3 separate regions of the Mus musculus genome follow, and regions 1 and 2 are each linked to region 3. Evidence: chromatin contacts called from public Hi-C and HiChIP or PLAC-seq data. All regions are on one chromosome and are shown on one strand. Each heading gives the region's core, a stretch centred on a gene start, on an enhancer-like site or on the middle of the called end of the contact. The rest is flanking DNA. Distances are from core to core; before and after follow the strand shown.

What was found. Hi-C and Micro-C count contacts between places; a contact is called where the count stands out from the background. HiChIP or PLAC-seq counts read pairs in DNA pulled down with a chosen protein or histone mark.
Region 1: an H3K4me3 HiChIP or PLAC-seq map of neural tube shows a contact between it and region 3, with 2.7 times the contacts expected there. The contact joins the enhancer-like site here to the promoter of Smug1 in region 3. A contact is called at or near these places in 3 of 39 promoter capture datasets (cranial neural crest, embryonic stem cells and second pharyngeal arch cranial neural crest), 13 of 484 Hi-C or Micro-C datasets (B cells, the G1E-ER4 cell line, the N1E-115 cell line and 8 more), 17 of 115 datasets of contacts at active chromatin or transcription factors (bone marrow-derived macrophages, craniofacial prominence, differentiating embryonic stem cells and 10 more) and 5 of 9 other capture datasets (adipose tissue, embryonic stem cells, liver and 2 more).
Region 2: a contact with region 3 is called in a Hi-C map of cerebral cortex, with 2.5 times the contacts expected there. The contact joins the enhancer-like site here to the promoter of Smug1 in region 3. A contact is called at or near these places in 3 of 39 promoter capture datasets (cranial neural crest, embryonic stem cells and macrophages), 3 of 15 datasets of contacts at CTCF or cohesin (embryonic stem cells and stem cell-derived epiblast-like cells), 23 of 484 Hi-C or Micro-C datasets (the Ba/F3 cell line, the G1E-ER4 cell line, the HL-1 cell line and 11 more), 15 of 115 datasets of contacts at active chromatin or transcription factors (the SCID.adh cell line, T-cell acute lymphoblastic leukemia, bone marrow-derived macrophages and 8 more) and 3 of 9 other capture datasets (adipose tissue, embryonic stem cells and pancreatic islet).

Annotation. Positions count from the first base shown.
Region 1 is chr15:103,067,810-103,071,530 of GRCm38.p6, forward strand. No RefSeq gene overlaps it. Among named protein-coding and RNA genes, the nearest start is that of Gm30528, 9.1 kb to the left of the region's middle. Within about 2 kb of position 1,527, at least 47 of the 459 cell types and tissues checked have an H3K27ac peak or open chromatin away from gene starts, as enhancers often do. A contact at or near this core is called in the G1E-ER4 cell line, the N1E-115 cell line, adipose tissue and 1 more, where this site is marked.
Region 2 is chr15:103,086,009-103,089,749 of GRCm38.p6, forward strand. No RefSeq gene overlaps it. Among named protein-coding and RNA genes, the nearest start is that of Gm28876, 17 kb to the right of the region's middle. Within about 2 kb of position 1,478, at least 38 of the 459 cell types and tissues checked have an H3K27ac peak or open chromatin away from gene starts, as enhancers often do. A contact at or near this core is called in the N1E-115 cell line, adipose tissue, cerebral cortex and 1 more, where this site is marked.
Region 3 is chr15:103,161,841-103,165,242 of GRCm38.p6, forward strand. Smug1 (single-strand selective monofunctional uracil DNA glycosylase) reads right to left here and starts at 1,444. Exons shown (of 6, transcript NM_027885.3): 1 at 1,432-1,444; 2 at 1-134.

The DNA of each region.
Region 1 (3,721 bases), core at 277-2,776, 94 kb before region 3:
TATGCTTATGTAACAGTCTATCGAATGCTGCCAGGTTGGTAAATGTCTTATCTCACCTTATCAACAGCACTATTCAGGGAGTGTCTTCTTCTTCTTTCTGGTTATTATCAGTGTTTGGAAAGCGAAGGAACTGAGCACCTTGAAGCTATATGTCTTGCCCAGGGTCACAGGATGAAGTAGTTAAGAACACAGATCTGCTATCTAACTGTAGTTTCAAACATAGGTTCTGTCAGTTACTAAACAGCTCTGGGATACAGTGTAACAACTAAGAAGCCTCAGGCTCAAGGCTCAGTCTGAGCCTCAGTTTTTTTCATCTCTAAATTGGGGATGTGAGGGACACTGACTTGGAAGGCACTCGTGAGAATTCAATGAGCAGAGTGCATATAGAGTGTTCAGCTCAGTCCTGCCCAATAAATATTTGCTGAGGTTATTATTACCAGCACCACCTCAGGGCCATGCTGAGGTCACCGTCACCCCTCCCCCCAGGGCCACGGTGTCTCTTGTTCTTTGGCATTTGGGACATGAGTGTGTGAATTTTGCAGAAGCCACAGAGCTGCTCTTTCATTACCTCACCACACACACTTCAAACCCATGACTTGGAAAAAGGACACTAAGCAGATTAGGACTCCATTTGGGGAATTAAATCAAAACTCAAGACTAACTCAATTTGGTTCTGAGGAGAGGGAAAGGTTAAAAGAGAATGAGCAGGCGTCTGGTGTGCTCTCCAAAGTGTAATTGGTCTGGATCTCCCAGTCTCTCCACTCCCCAAGGGTGGTGCCCAAGGGGGGCTCCCCTGGGGTGGAGGAATGGGAGAACTTCAAACCTAAGCAATTTGACAGTTGCTGGGGAATGATCCCAGAATACCTCCCCAAAGTGGATCCTCCTTTTTAGCTCCTCCTTGCCTTATGGATGCTGAGGGTCTCAACACTGAGTTCAGACTGAGAGTCTAGTAGGTGGGCCTCAATAAAATAAGGAGTCCTACTGAGGAAAACCTGTACCCAGTGTTGCTCTGAGGTGTCGAAGCACTACCGATATTGCTCTCTTGTTTTCTAGTGTATCTGTTTAGTCTAAAAGTATGATGAGCATGTATGCATAGAAGCAACTACTGTGTAAATACCCACTCGTCCTCATATATTTAGCTCAGATTATTCTGAGCACTGTAAACTACAAATAAAAGTCAATTCTTCAGGGAGAGTGACGATTTTTCTCAGCATTTTCTCCTGTGTTCTCAATATTCTCCACTCAAGCTATAAATAACCACTATTTCTCATTGCGCAAAAGGGGAAACTGAGGTTGGGGAAGATTAAGTAGTTCGTTCAGAATTACAGATTATGAGTGGATCCAAGGAAGATTACAAAACAGAGGTCAGAATCTTGAGCGAGAGGGCAAGGAGGGGCTAGATTGACCTAGCCTGGAAGCAGGAGGCACTCCTAAACCCAGAGATCTGAGAACGCCTGGGAGTTAGGAGGAGGGGCAAGGGAGGGACTCCTGGGCTGGCCAAACAGCGGGGCCTCGGGCGAGAGCGTCGCCAGCAAGTCCTCATTCTGCGATTACTGTCAGGGGACCATCCATCAGCACGGCCCAGGACGCTCAGGCCAGACTGCCCGCCGCCCGCCAGGGTCTTTCCAGATCGCATTAGCCCTGCCCAGGGCACAGTGCCGCAACGGTTATGAGCCGGTTGCACTGGGCAGGGGCGGGCACTGCAAGCTGCAGGAACATAGAAAGAAGTCCTCAAGAGCTCCCAGTTCCCAGCCTCCACATCCTCGGTGCTGGAGAGGCTCAGGAGAGAAAGGAAAATGCTCAGAAAACAGGGAGCTCTGGGAAGAAAACCAACTGGAGCAGAGGGGAAGAAACAGCCCCAAAGCCTCTTGGGGCAGAGAGGCTGAGAGGCAGAGAGGCAGAGGAGAGGCTGAAAGCAATAGCAGTGGGGGGTTGGGGGGGGAAGAAGGTAGAGAGACTCTCAAGAGCTGGAAAATAGTCTCCCCAGCATGGATAAGTACTCAAGTAACCCTGGCACTCAGGAGGCTGAGGCAGGAAAATAAGGAGTTGAAAGTCAGCCTGAGCCAGATTGTCATAGGCAGCAAACACCTTACAGATAATTCTTCTCCATTCACTGGCACCCCTAGTTTTAGAGATGAAGAATCAGACCCAGGGAAGTGCATTCCACACCTACAGACCCACTCCAGCTGATGGCTGGGTTAGCATTTGACCCTGACTCATAAGTTTCTTCAAACCACTATGTTTTACGTATCTGCTTTGGGCTGGGTCCAGGGGCTGACTGATCAGTTCCCCCTTCCCCAGAAGCTGCTGGTTCTGAGAGTTGAAATACAGCTGGAGGTTGAAGAAGAGCATCCAAGTCCCACAGTGTGGAGCCACTTTCTGTGTAGCTTTGAAGCAGCTCCTATAACTACATGCTCCCAAGCCACCACATGATCTATTCCATTGCTCAGAATCGTAGCTTATTTCCAGGATCGCTTCCATCTAACCTGCTAACTGGGGTTTGTTCAGCCATATACCTGGCATGCTGCTATATTTTACCCCTCAGATGAATAAGTATAACACCTGCTTGTAAATATTTGTCCACATCCATCCACTCACCAAAATATTTGGTTGGTTCCTGATGAGTAGCAGGCACCAAAGCTTAGAGCTTTCACCATGGCTCAAGGGAAGGCTTTAGTGAGACTCTCCACACAGCTCCGTGTGAGACATTATGCCAGCCAGGGGGCTCCAGATACTTGGTCCCTGTCCATGTAGATGATTGGCTTCTCTCTGGCTTCCTCCTCAGTCATCACTGGCTTTACAATATGATGGAGTCCCCAAATCCTTTTCAATTCATAGATAATCTTATCACTACTCCTTCCTCCTGGAACACAGTGCCTGAGCAGCTCCCGATGGCCTCCACAACCACTCGCTGACAGTCAGAAGTGCTTGCTTCTGTCTAAACCCAATCCTTCCTCCGCCATAGCCCAACATTACCACCTTAATGTAGGGTCTTGCCATGAAACACAGCCACTTTCTCTACAGTGCCTGTTCACCCAGGTGGCTAACTTTGTCTTAGGTAGTCAGGCAGGTAGGGATTCCTGTCACCAGGAAATCTGAAGTTCTATCTTCTCTGAAACAAGTGTTTGCTACTCAAGTCAGGATGGTTGTCCTATAGGAGGTTCTTTTCTTCTGGGGTACAATGTGAGTTTCTAACTCCAGCATCTTAGTTTCTGTATCAGTTCCAGGGAGATCTGGGGTGGAGGCTTAGGCCATGAGCAACTTTGTTTCCTATGGCCTGTTCAAGCCCAGCTCCCAGAAAGAGGTACAGAGAGAGGGTTTGGCATGTGGATACATCCACAGCCCCAGACTGAAGATTCAGCTAGTAGTATCAGTGTAATTCAGTCTTGTAGGTCATTTGTGCCACTATTGACACTGTATCCAGAGCAGGTGTCAGCAAGAGGCCTTGGCAATGACTCTGTGTCTTTGGATTAACTTCACATACATTGTCTGCTGTGCTGTCCAGTGCCATGCTCAGTGTCTGGCATAGAATATGTGCTCGTACAAATGGATGAATAAAGAACCCCAGAGGAACGATCAGAATCCTCAACGAGAGGCTGGGAACAGAGACACACAAAGGTTAACTGATTGACTCAAGGTCACATGTCTTGTCTGGAGCCAGGCCAAGTTTCCGTGGAAGAGCAGTTTGAGACTAGAGGGTGTTAGAAGGGAAAAAGGCAAG
Region 2 (3,741 bases), core at 228-2,727, 76 kb before region 3:
TGCCAAGGCCAAACAGAGGCGCTTCTGTGTGCGCTGCTCCGCACGCGGCGAGTGGGGCGGGCGGGGAAGCTGAGAAGGTGATGGGGAAAGCAGACGTCCGGGAACTGCAGCCACGGGAGGTTGTGGGGGACGGGTCGCAGGAAGCTCCTGCTCCCCTAACCCCAGCCTCAGAGTGTCAACCGCGGGAGTCGGCGGAGACGCTCGTGGGATGGCTGGGGGCTGCTGGCGGGGGCAGACAGGCAGAAGATGGAGGCCTGGAAGATCGCGATGGCCCTCTGAGTGGTGACAACCGTCCGAACTTCCCACCTTGCGCGTCCACTGCGCGATCCTCCTCGGCTTTGGGACCCAGTCACCTTGGCCTCCCTGTCCACCAGTCGCCCCTTTGACCCCGCTCAGGACTCAAGTCCGAGAAGCTGCGCGATCGGTCCCTGGCCCGGCTCCGACCCCTCCCAGCAGCTGCCTCCCCCTCAGCGTTAATTAAAACTTGCGAGATGGAGAGGCTGGCGCGGGCGGCTCCGCTTTATTTGCAGCATCTTTCATGCTGCTGACGATCGTAAAGGGCTTTAATATTGAAATATGGGCCATTTTCCCAGCTCCAGCCCTCGCCGCGCGCTCCCCTCACCCCCACACCCAGCCACCCCGCGCTTGATGAAAGAGCCCCTGCAAATCCATTAAGAAGAGATAATTGAAAACTCCGGGGTAATATTTAAGGCCTCGCGCCTGGCGGGGCGGAGGGCCCCCTGCGCCCGCAGTGCCCGACAGTGCCCGCCCTCGCCCTTGCCAGGCCTCGAATTCTTACTCCTAGCAGCTCTCTGTGGAAGGCACCTGGGGACTCCCCAAGACAAGTGACAAAGATAGCCTAGAAGTAGGGGCGGCCAGTTGTGTCTACATCATGAATCAGATAAGGTGCACCTGCTTCTTGGCCTTGCTTAAAAGCCCCAATTCCTTTCTTGGCCATAGTGGTCCTCTGCTCTGAATGGCCGGGGAGCTATTGACTCCCCTTCAGATCAGGCTGATGCTGGCCAAAATGAGGGTCCCCGCATGGACGGTTGGGGGATTTCTCTGTTATCTTCCAGAAAGATTCTTGTCACCTCTGTGGTAGGCACTATAACAGGTACTGAACGGTGAGCCCGTGAGGTTATGATATTGCTCCCTCATGTCTGCTTTTGTACATGTTTAACCTTTCACAGCAGGTTTGTAGAAAACAGCCCTGCATATCTTCCTCTGTATAGCTCCCTGTGATGTGTATGCAGGCCACCTGTGATCCTATGCAATACTGTCCCTGAGCATGCGGTGTTGGCATTGTTTATAGAGACTGCCCTCCTACATGGTTGTGGCATCTTGGGAACAGGGATCAAGTCTAATTTCCCTCTTTCACCCCAGCTCCTGGCCCATCGCCAGGCACAGAACATGTGCTCAGGAAACGTCAATGATTTGGCTGCTGTCCACATCCCCTGAGAACTCCAGGGTTTCAACACTGGGCTGTGGTACTTGGGGGAAGGGTGAGCCAGAGCAAGAAGAGGAGTATCTGGAGGCCAGTCTAGCCATGACTGGCTTCAAGCTGTTTTGAAGATGGAAGAGGCACGAAGATTCTGTTCAAGACTGGAGTTTAGGAATCCATTCATTTGTCTCCTCTATCTGGGTCCTTTGTGGGTGTTTCTCCACTATATTTGACTTGCCTTCCAATTGGTCAGAACCAATCTCTCTCTCTCTCTCTCTCTCCCTCCCTCCCTCTCTCTCTCTCCCTCCCTCCCTTCCTCCCTCCCTTCCTTCCTCCTTCCTTCCCTCTCTCCCTTCCTCCTTCCTTCCCTCTCTCCCTCCCTGTGTATTCATGCATATATAAATATGTATACCATATGTGTATTATTGTGTGGAAAGGAAGGAAGAGAGAAGTGGGTTTGTTTTTTTTTTTTAGACACAACCCTGCAGAACACATGAGTGGGCCAAACCTTCCCACTAGTGCCCAGCTGCCCAAGCAAAATCTTTCCTAATCACCTTTGTGCTCCTCGATTCCTAACACCTGACCAGAGGTGGTCCTCACAGATGAAACCACAGAGGGCTAGAATGTTCTGTCTGAGCTGCTAGGCATGGTGGCAGTGAGTGACTCCCACATCTCCGTCTCTAGGCCAGCGGTATTCCAGGCATCCATCACCAACATGCAGGAGACTGAGATGATGTCACAGGGCCCATCAACAGGTCAAGAAAATTAGACTACCTAGCTAGGGGCCTGTTAACGAGTTCTGATTCCCCTTTCCTTTGGGGAACATTGTTCCACTGTTGCACAAATCACTTTCCCCTGGCCAAATACACAGCAATGACGTCCGTTTCCCTGACACTCAGGTCCTATCCAGTGACCATTTGCTTTTGGAGGTCTTTCTCCTCCTAGGTTCTTCCTCCCATCCAGGGTGGTGGTGCTCTTTGCCCAAATACAGTGTAGAGATTGTCCTGATAAGCTGGGCCTGGCCTCCTGAATAGCCTGTGCCTATTAATGGCCACTGAACCTCAGCCATAAATCCCCAAGTCTCGGCTCATAACCATTATCAAATAAGTGGGCTCATCGGGACTCCTTTATGAAACTGGGTCAGATGAATGGATTATATGAAGACAGAAATAGAGCTCTCCTGCCTTCCCCGCTACAGAGGTGTCCCCAGCATCCAGGGGAGGTTGGATAATTTTCTCTCACAGCTGCAGGCAGAGGTGGAATACAAAAGGGTGCCCAGTAGTCCACACCCATGGAATAAAAGGATCATGGATATGGACAGCCTTAGACAGCCCACAGCCTTTGGTTTGAAGACACACCCATGTGCACATATGTACACCCACGTGCCCCCAGTCACACAGTCATGGATAACCATACACACTGCAAGATTTATTTCTAGTCAACTTAATAGGCTTTAGAACCACCATGAAAGCAAACTTAGGAGCATGTCTGTGATAGGTTTTCCAGGTTAGTAGTCGAAATGGGAAGACCTAAGTGTGGGTGGCACCATTCCATAGCCTGGAGGTCTTGGATTGAATAAAATGGGGAAAGCCAGCTGAGTACCAATGTTCATCACTCTCTGCTTCCTGGCTACAGATGCAATGGGACCAGATGCTTCAACTGCTTCAACTGTGCTTCTCTGCCATAGTGGATTGTACCTTCAAACTGTGAGCCAAAATAAACTCTTTCTTCCTTAAGTGGCTTTTGTCGGATACTTTGTTACAGCAATGAGAAACTTATCTAATACACTTACTTACCCATGCACAGCACAGAGACACATATAAGTGCATGTGTACCCCTTAGACTCCATCTCTGGTTTAAATCCAAAGCTTTACCCCTGGCCATTCCAAGTATCCAACATCTGTGTCCCACCCTTAAGGTGTGTGATCTAGGTCAATGCTCTTTACTCTGAGCGTGCAGACAGCCACCTGGAGTCCATTTTAGAGACAGGCTCATTTAGTAGCTCTAGAGTGGTGTTTGGAGTTGTTTTAAAATAGTATCCAGGAAAGGCCAGAGCTGCTGAGATTGTAGGCAGTGACCTCAGCATTGAAGGGTATGAATTTTCAGAACTTGGAAGAGATGTAGTGTGAGGTTTGGGAAAGCAGCACCCAGACTGCCAGCCAAGGAACTTGACTGCACAGCAGGTGGCTGGGATATTTCAGGAATGTTATACTCCAGCCTTTCTGGGTGGGGCTCCTTCTCATTCTAAAAGTTTGACCCCAGCTGGGGATGGTGAGGCACATCTGTAATTCCCTCACTCC
Region 3 (3,402 bases), core at 194-2,693:
GTGCTGGGATTACCTGGATGTGTCACCATAGCAGGCTAGAAATCTGGTTTGTCCACACAGGCTCCCAGAACATTCTGGAAAGCTGAGGACGGTGTGGCGAACTGGGTTTTCTGGGACCTTTGCTTTGCAAGTCCCTGTGTAGAACCAATATTAGAAAAAACAGCACAGGGATCTCTCTCAGGTCTAAGATGGGTCTGCTCTGGGCTGAAGACAGCAAGGATAGGCATGCACAGAAGTGAGGAGAGCTTATTTTCACTGTTCATCTGGTAGCAAGTGTCACAGGCTAACTAGAATGCTAGTCCTGGTTTCCTCTCTTAAACGGTTCTTTCTCTTAACAGTTGTTTTTATTTACTAGGGAGAGCAAGCACACCTTAGCAACTCATGTGGCAAAAGATAACTTTTGGGAGCTGGTTCTCTTCTACTGTCAAGGCTCTGAGGAATGAATATAAGTCATCAGGTTTGGTGGCAAGAGCCCTACCAGCCAAGACATCTAAGAAGGTTCTCTTGCACAAATCACTTTAAGGCTCTTCTCTATAGGAACCATCAACCTACCTCCAGCAATTGTTTATTTCTTAAATATTTGAGTCCCTCATATGTTGGGGGGATAACTCCAAAATAAGATATAAGACAGGTTTGGGATAAGCCATGAAGAGCTAAGAGGACAGATATAATCTGAGCTTTGCTGTCCTGGACAAAAAATCAAAAAAAAAAAAAAAAAATTCCTAGCAGGAAGTCTGACAGTCCTCCCTAAAGTCACCAACAGCCATAAGCTCAATGCCTGATGCTGCAACTCAGTGGAGTGTATACCAAAGATGAATGAAGCCTTGGGTTCAATCCCCAGCACTGTAAACCAGGTATAGAAGCTCGTATCTATCAGCTCAGCACTCAGGAGGTAGAGGCGGAAAGATGAGAAGATCAGGAGCCTTTTGTGTGTGTGTGTGTGTGTGTGTGTGCATTTTTTCCCCTCAAAAAGCAAAATGCCTTAAGAAACATGTCACACATTTCAAATTACATTAAAAAACAAAGGGCAACCCTGAGATACATCCAGGCCACAGTGCGATGGAGGCTCATTAAGTAAAAGTACTGGCTGCTCTTTCAATGGTTCTCAGTTTAATTCCCAGCACCCATAATGCGGCTTGCAAGAGTCAAACTGCAGTCCTATAGTATCCAATGTCCTCTTCTGGTGTGCAGACAAAACACCCATATATAAAAAATAACATAAATAAACCTAAAACAAAAATAAGAATCCAAGCCACTAGCTAGCCGCTGTCCCTTGTAGGTGGTACAGAAATCCACAGGATTTAAATCAAAACAGCGCTGCAGGGCTCACAGGGGCCCCTTGTAGGCCTTGGAGTCACAGAGCGGCTACCTCTCCGGAACTCCGAGAGCCCCCACCGCCCTTCCCAGAGATCCAGCCCCCTACTCCCTCACCTGCACAAGCTCCCCATGCAGCTTCCGCTTCCTTTCTTCGTCCTGGCGCGGAGGGCACTGGGAGTTGTAGTCGACAGCATTTAAATAAGAAGAATGGCTAGCGACGTCTGCTTCCGCCGGAAATGCCAAATCCCCGGAAAACTCGCTAAAAGAGTTCCACGGGTCGCTGGGGATTGTAGTTTAATAATATGATTTACATCAAGACGTCACAACCATCTGGACTCTGCAGCCATCCCCAATACCTCATCCACCAGAGACCTTTCCCTCTTGCTGCCCCGAGGTATAAGGCATCATCTTTGCAGCCCTCCAAGGGCCATTAACTGTTTACATAACATCCAAAGAGGCAACCGTGTGGTTGTGGCGGATCTACAGAGTGAGTTCCAGGACAGCCAGGGCTACACAGAAACCCTGACTCGACAAAACAAAACAACCAAACAAATATCCACGAAGGCATTTCTCTCAGCACCTACCTCTTTGACAGTGAACATCCCTGTTAGCATTAGCATCTAAATCCACAGCCTCGCCATTTTAATCTGTTTCTCTCTTGCCTTGACATCTGCCAGCCTGTATCCTGAATTGGGTTTCTCCAAGAAGCAAAATCAAAACCATCCTTTTATCAATGTGAGGAGATGTATTGTGGAAATACGCTCACAGCCCTATGGGACCTGCTGCCTGTAAGCTGGAGAACCAGGGAAGCCCTTTGTGTTAAGAGCCCTTCCTTAGTCATTGGTTGCACTGGACTCTGAACAGGTTGGTGGTGCCCACCCAGGTTAGTAAGGAAGATCGTCCTGACTCAGATTTTTGTTTATTTACCAACTCTTATGTCTCCTGGCCCTCATAAGTAGACATATATAAATAACACATCCCATCTTTCCAGACTCTCCTACAATAGTCTTCCCAGGAAGCCTTCTCCAACAAACTTTAATCCCTAATTGCACCTAACTAGCCCCTCAGCACTGACTTCCAAAGCCATTCACACCCTGCTTTGTTCCTATCTAACTGGACATTTCACTGTGACTTTTCACTCAACTGGAATCTTCCATGGGTAGATATCTTCTGGGTCCCTTGCCTTCCCCAATACTCATGCCGGGGGAAGCCAGGGCTCTCATCACCAAAGCAAAGTCCCCAATGGGTGCTAGGGAAGAAGACCAGGGAACCCAGAACACAATGCCTTTCCCAAGACTGCTCTAGCATCCAGATAAAAGCAGTGGGTGCAGCTGTTGTGAGTAGTGACCATCCAGCATCAAGGTGAGGAATCACTCACCTGTATTCCATCGAGGCTGCCCCTTACTTGCTGAGCTGTAGTGCACAGCAGCCTTGTCCCTCTGGGTCTTGCCACTTTCTTTCTGTACGATTTGTCGCTCACCTCTTCCATGGCTTGCTTTCTGTCTCTAGGTGCCTCTATCTTCCCCTGGGCACACCTCAATATCTCTACTTCCTCTGCAATGAAGAAAAGTAAACTTCGTGAACAGGACTCTCTATCTCTGTTTTCTGCACATTTTCCTGTCTCCAAACAAACAAAACCTCACCATAGTGTTGTCTTGTTATTTAAGAATCCTAAGAGCCTGTTGAGACAGGAGGGCTGTATGTAACACCACAGCTCTGGGAGAGGAGGAAGGGGTATCAGAAATTCAGGAAGTTCCTCTGCTACATATCACATCCGAGGCCAGCCTGAGATAAGTGAAATCTTGTCTAAAAAAAGGAAAAGAGAAAAAAGAAGTTGGTGGAAGGATGCAAGGAATTAATTATAGACTTCATTTTCCGTTCAGATACCTGTGTCCCCCATAATTTTTTGGCTTACCCGATTCTTCCAGTGGGTTTTTGTTCCTGCTTCAGGGGTAGGGGTTGGTGGTAGTGGTGGTGGTAGTGGTAGTGTTTTGAAACAAGGTCTCATCTTGGCTGCCCTGGAACTCACTACCGAGACCAGACTGACCTCACAGAGATCTGCTTGACTTTATCTTCCAAGTGCTA